2 separate regions of the Gossypium hirsutum genome follow, and region 2 is linked to region 1. Evidence: chromatin contacts called from public Hi-C data. All regions are on one chromosome and are shown on one strand. The core of a region is the stretch at or near the end of the contact, and the rest is flanking DNA. Distances in the headings are between cores, read along the strand shown. Region 1 holds the start of LOC107900936 (NDR1/HIN1-like protein 6). Region 2 has its middle 24 kb from the start of LOC107900942.

Region 1 (2,856 bases), core at 45-2,544:
AAGCAAGTCTCGCACTAAATCCGTCCACTAACTCGAACGCAACCAATCCATTAATACGAACTAACAAAACTAGCCCTTAATTAACACTTTCATCACTTACCTTTTGCAAAACAATAGCCAATAGAAGTTCAATTCACTGGAGGATCCAAAAATTCACGTTCCCCGCCTAACCAACATTACAAAATAACCGTTAATTTCAACGTCACAACGATATAAAACACTCAAAGCAAACATACGAAGAATTACCCACGACGAACTTACAAATCTAATTCTGAAATACTTACCACACACAGTCGTCATAAATTAATTGGCAAAGAGGCAACAAAATCGAGAATAACAAGAACAAGAAGGAAGATCAAAGAAAAAAGCTAAATGAAATAGGGAGGGCGACAGAAGAAGAAATTAACAAAGAAAAAAAGGAAAAAACATGAAATTGATACAAAAACACAAAAAAAAAACGCGAAGAGTGAAGGGAGAGTGGAGAGTGGAGAGTTGGACGGTTGAGGGAGAAAATTTAGGGGAAAATACGTCACCACTATTTTTTTACAACTACCCCACTAACTCCTATCATTATCCACATCAGATTTTTCCCAGAGTTTAAAACATACGCGAGAAAAACCTTACCACTAAATCAACAAACTTATTCTTTTCAAAACTTGTGCGGGAATTAAATTTAAGTCAAATATCTAAAGATAGAGATAGGAACAAAAATTCCAAAGAAAATGATTTGAACACAAGACCTCAAGCACACAACTAAATACTTAATCACTAAACCAGATCAATTTACATAATAACATTTTCACAATCCTAACTCAAAATTAAGATGTAACCACTCTTGATTTCATAAACCTAATTTTTTCTAACCCGATTTTTGGGATATTACAGATTATATCTATAAATGTATGCATAATATAGAAGTACATAGAGTTTAACAGAATTTTTAATTGCTACCGTTTAGACTAGACCTATCCATGGGCCAGGCGGCCCAGCCCGACGGCCCGCCCAAAATATGGGAGGGTTCGGGTAAAAATATAGGCCCGAAATATGGGCTTGGGCAAAAAAATGAGGCCGTTTAAAAAATGGGCCGGGCTCGGACTCAACTTTTTTGGCCCAAGCCCGGCCCGACCCGGCCCGAATATAATAAATATTTTTTTTTTATTTTTTAATTTTAAAATACTTTAAATATATATTTTTTATTTTTTTTATTTTTAAAATATTTTTTTTGTGTTTATTAAAAATCGGGTGGGTCGGGTCGGGCCGGGCCGGGCCTAAGAGTCGGGCCAAAATTTTTTCCGGGCCCGGCCCAAACCCGGCCCATGGACAGATATAGTTTAGACTCTATGACTGAAATCTGAAAAGCAATAGAAGAAATTGAAGTTAATTGTTTGATATGAATTACATTTGTTGTTGACATGCATATGTACAAGTGTTTGGGTGGGGCCATTTAATAACTTGTTTAAATAGATCCAAACCAAGTAACTGAAACAAGTACCAACATCCTTCACATTCTTCTCCTTTTGCTTGCTCTGTCTTCTTTTCAATTTTCAAAGCAATTTAATTCTCACTTACAATGACAGATAATTGTACGTAAATAAGCCACCTTTTTATTTTCTTTTTTAATCCAAGTCCACGATAGAATCATTTTTTACATACAAGCGATGTCCGACGCTCCATTTCCATCGGCCCTCAACAAGCCACCCGGATACAATGACCCTAACTCGCCCGCTGGGTTTAAACCGCCGCCGCGAAAGCCGGTTCTTCCGCCATCTTTCCGGCCCAAGAAAAAGAAGGGCAGTGTTTGTTGCTGCTGTTTCTGCATCTCTTTCTCGATCTTGATTGCCCTGATCATCATCTTCGCCGCCGTTTTCTACTTTTCGGTCAACCCCAAATTACCACGCTTCCACGTCCGGTCATTCCAAATCCCCCGCTTCAACGTCACAGAAACACCCGACGGTACCTACCTCGACGCCACGACGATGACGGTAATGGAAGTGAGGAATCCCAACGGGAAGATGACGTATTATTACGGCGATACGGCGGTCGACATCAGCGTCGGAGAAGGCGAGGACGAGACTGAGCTCGGGACGGCGAAGGTGCCCAAGTTCACGTCGAGGAAACAAAACACGACTAGCTTGAAAGTGGAGACGAAGGCGAGCAACAAGCAGGTGGATAATACGTTGGCGAATAGGCTTCTGAGTGGGTACAAATCGAAGAGTTTGGCGGTGAACGTGGCGGCTCGGACGAAAGTTGGAGTGGGTGTGGCGGGGTTGAAGACTGGCATGTTGGGGGTTACCGTTAAGTGTAAAGGAATCACCATGAAACAGCTCGACGGTGATGATATGCCTAACTGCCTCATCCACACCTTAAGATGGTAAACACGACGTTAAACTCTTCCATTTTCATTATTTTTAAGGTCAAATTGTGGTCTCCATCCCTCTACTAAGTTTAAATTGGATATTTAGTACCTATTTTAATTTTACATAATTGGTTGCTTTTCTTTTATAATAGGGATAATATAAAACTGGGCCCCTGAACTTATTCATTTCTACCTAGCTAGTTCCTAAATTTTTTTGGATATTCTATCAATCAAGTTGGTATCTCTGCACCAACACTATTAATTTGTGTTAATTGTGACATTGCTAGCGGATCGAATGGTGCCACATAGCACCCTCCCAAAATGTCATCTAACAAACATAAAATTAAAAAATATAAAAAAAATATAAATTGTTTATGTTTGCCGTGTGATATTCAAAGAGACTATCACATGGCATCATTAGATTGATTAACAGTACTACATCAACACAAATTATTGATGTTAGTATGGAGGTATTAACTTAGTTGACGAAATCTAAGTTC
Region 2 (2,700 bases), core at 100-2,599, 240 kb before region 1:
ATTGCATTAGAGTTCAAAGCATGGATAAAAATAAATCGAGTTGAGAAAAGAATATTCGAACTGACTATACTTTACAAAAATAAATACTATATTCGTATATACATTTTGATAGGGAAATATATTTAATTTTCTTTAACTTGTTTACTTTGTAATTTATTTCACTAATCTGTTTAGGTGTAAATAACTTTGAATTGTTTAAATTTCTAGTTAGAGTTATATATTTAGGCAAATCTTCCTAGTGTCAATGCATCGATCCAATCTCGTGTCTTAAGCCGGCTCAAGTGCGTGTTCTTTCTTTGCATGTTTAGTTCTTGTTTTTCAATTTTAGTTTAGTTTTTATTTTGGGTAGTTTGCTTGAAGACAAGTTAAGACTTAAGTGTAGGGGTATTTGACTTGTCGTCAAGTATAGTAGTTAATTACAGTCAATTTCGCACTTAAAGAGCTTGTCTTCTATGGAAATTATGATTTTATATTTCGTTTTCGGTAATTAGGCCTTAGGATTAAAAGTTAATAAAATAAGTATTTTTCAACACATTTTGTAGGTGTTGTGACCCAATAGGCCGACATGGGCCTTAGGTTGTGTTAATATTGTTTAATTGAGTATGTAGGATGAAGATATAAAGACCCAATTGATGTGGAAGCAAGGGATGAGTGACTCACCAAGCCAACTTCAAGGTGCCGTTAAGTTTAACAAGGTCATTATGTTTCGGATGGCCAAGGTGTGGATGCAGTTTATTTGCACTAGTCTCATGCCGACTTATAACGTGCCTGATGTTACCACCTATCGAGCGGTTATGCTTTACTCAATTTTGCATAGAGATGAAATTTACATAGGCCACTGGATATACGATGAGATGTTCAATTGCATGCGACATCAAAAATAGAGTATGTACTTCCCACATCTGATCAGTTTCATATGTCGCCATGCTGACGTCCCCATGTCACCAATCAAGCTATTTACAAGACCCGCCTGGAGCGTGATTGGGGATAACTTATACGACCAGTTTATTGAGCTTTAGTGCAAGCAGAATCGTGATATCAGAGACAAACCTCACGGATATACCGATATCAGAGTGGCAGACCTATTAGATGTTGGACATGAGAGACATTTTGATCCGTATTGTGAAACAGAATGGATGGCCCACAGCAGTGCCACTCCCTGCATGTTCGAGAGGTTCCCACCACCAGCCCAAGAGGGTGACGATGATGATAAGGAAGATGAGGACGAAATGGAGGACATCCTTATCGTACCATCAAACTATGAGCAGGTATGTCACCTAGATCGCTCATCGATGAGAGGCATGGTGATCCACCACCCGAGCCAACATAGCCCAGCCTAAACTTCGAGAAGGTGGGCAACGAAAGCATCAGCGAGACGCGATAGAGGCAAGGGCCAGATGATAGAGGAGTCAGTATCTAAGTCTGACTAATGTTGAAAATTTATATATTTGGATTTTTGTATATTTTTATTAGATGATGGAGGAGTCAGTTTCTAAGTCTGACTTAGAATTTTCAATATATATGTTTCTGTGCATTTATTTCTCTTTGTAGGAACCCCACAAATTTTGTCGACACTACAATTGTGAGCTAAAACTAAAAAGAGGAATAATGCTACAAATTACGATGCACTTACCACACGAATCGGGTAACATCTTTCTCTTACAATTTTAGTTTCACACCAAATAAAGTGTAGGGGGTGACGTAAGAAGATTTTAAAAAGTTTCTTTTTAGTTATTTTCTTTTCCTTGTTTTTATTTTTTAATTTTCCTTTTAATTGCATGTTTGTGCTTGAAATTTGTAGAAATACAAGTGATTGGTTAGGAGAATATACCTAGGTAGTTTGTTTAAATTGTAAATTTAGACTAATTAAATAGTTTAGGTTATTTTTATTTAGACTAATTAGTTCATTTTATTACACTGTAAATAGGTAAAAGAGATTAAATGTACCAAGTGATAAAGGTAGATATGCATAGGTAATTATATTTGTAGAAATACAGGAGGCTCAAATTAAATAGAAAATACTCGGTAAAATCAATGGTTATTAAAAAAGTGCGGTATGACTAGTATAACCCTTATAAGAAGTGCCCGAGAAAAATCTCTAGTATGTTGGCACGTAAAAAAAATGTAATAAGGGTTATCATTGAAATATTACTGCATTAGAGTTCAAAGAATGGATAAAAATAAATCGAGTGGAGAAAAGAATATTTGAACTGACTATACTTTACAAAAATAAATCCTATATTCGTATATACATTTTGATAGGGAAATATATTTAATTTTCTTTAACTTGTTTACTTTGTAATTTATTTCACTAGTCTGTTTAGGTGTAAATAACTTTGAATTGTTTAAATTTCTAGTTAGAGTTATATATTTAAGCAAATCTTCCTAGTGTCAATGCTTCGATCCAATCTTGTGTATTAAGCCGGCTCAAGTACATGTTTTTTCTTCGCATGTTTATTTATTATTTTTCAGTTTTAGTTTAGTTTAGTTTAGTTTAGTTTTTATTTTGGGTAGTTTGCTTGAAGACAAGTAAAGACTTAAGTGAAGGGGTATTTGACTTGTCATCAAGTATAGTAGTTAATTACGATCAATTTCGCATTTAAAGAGCTTGTCTTCTATGGAAATTAGGATTTTATATTTCGTTTTCGGTAATTAGGCCTTAGAATTAAAAGTTAATAAAATAAGTATTTTTCAACACAT

Evidence for each region. Hi-C and Micro-C count contacts between places; a contact is called where the count stands out from the background.
Region 2: a Hi-C map of leaf shows a contact between it and region 1, with 5 times the contacts expected there. The contact joins the enhancer-like site here to the promoter of LOC107900936 in region 1. A contact is called at or near these places in 7 of 34 Hi-C or Micro-C datasets (hypocotyl, leaf and seedling).

What each region holds. Positions count from the first base shown.
Region 1 is chrD08:49,774,202-49,777,057 of Gossypium_hirsutum_v2.1, forward strand. LOC107900936 (NDR1/HIN1-like protein 6) reads left to right here and starts at 1,295. Exons shown (of 2, transcript XM_016826727.2): 1 at 1,295-2,371. The coding sequence starts at 1,659.
Region 2 is chrD08:49,531,187-49,533,886 of Gossypium_hirsutum_v2.1, forward strand. No RefSeq gene overlaps it. Among protein-coding and RNA genes, the nearest start is that of LOC107900942, 24 kb to the left of the region's middle. Within about 2 kb of position 1,350, at least 3 of the 9 cell types and tissues checked have an H3K27ac peak or open chromatin away from gene starts, as enhancers often do. A contact at or near this core is called in leaf, where this site is marked.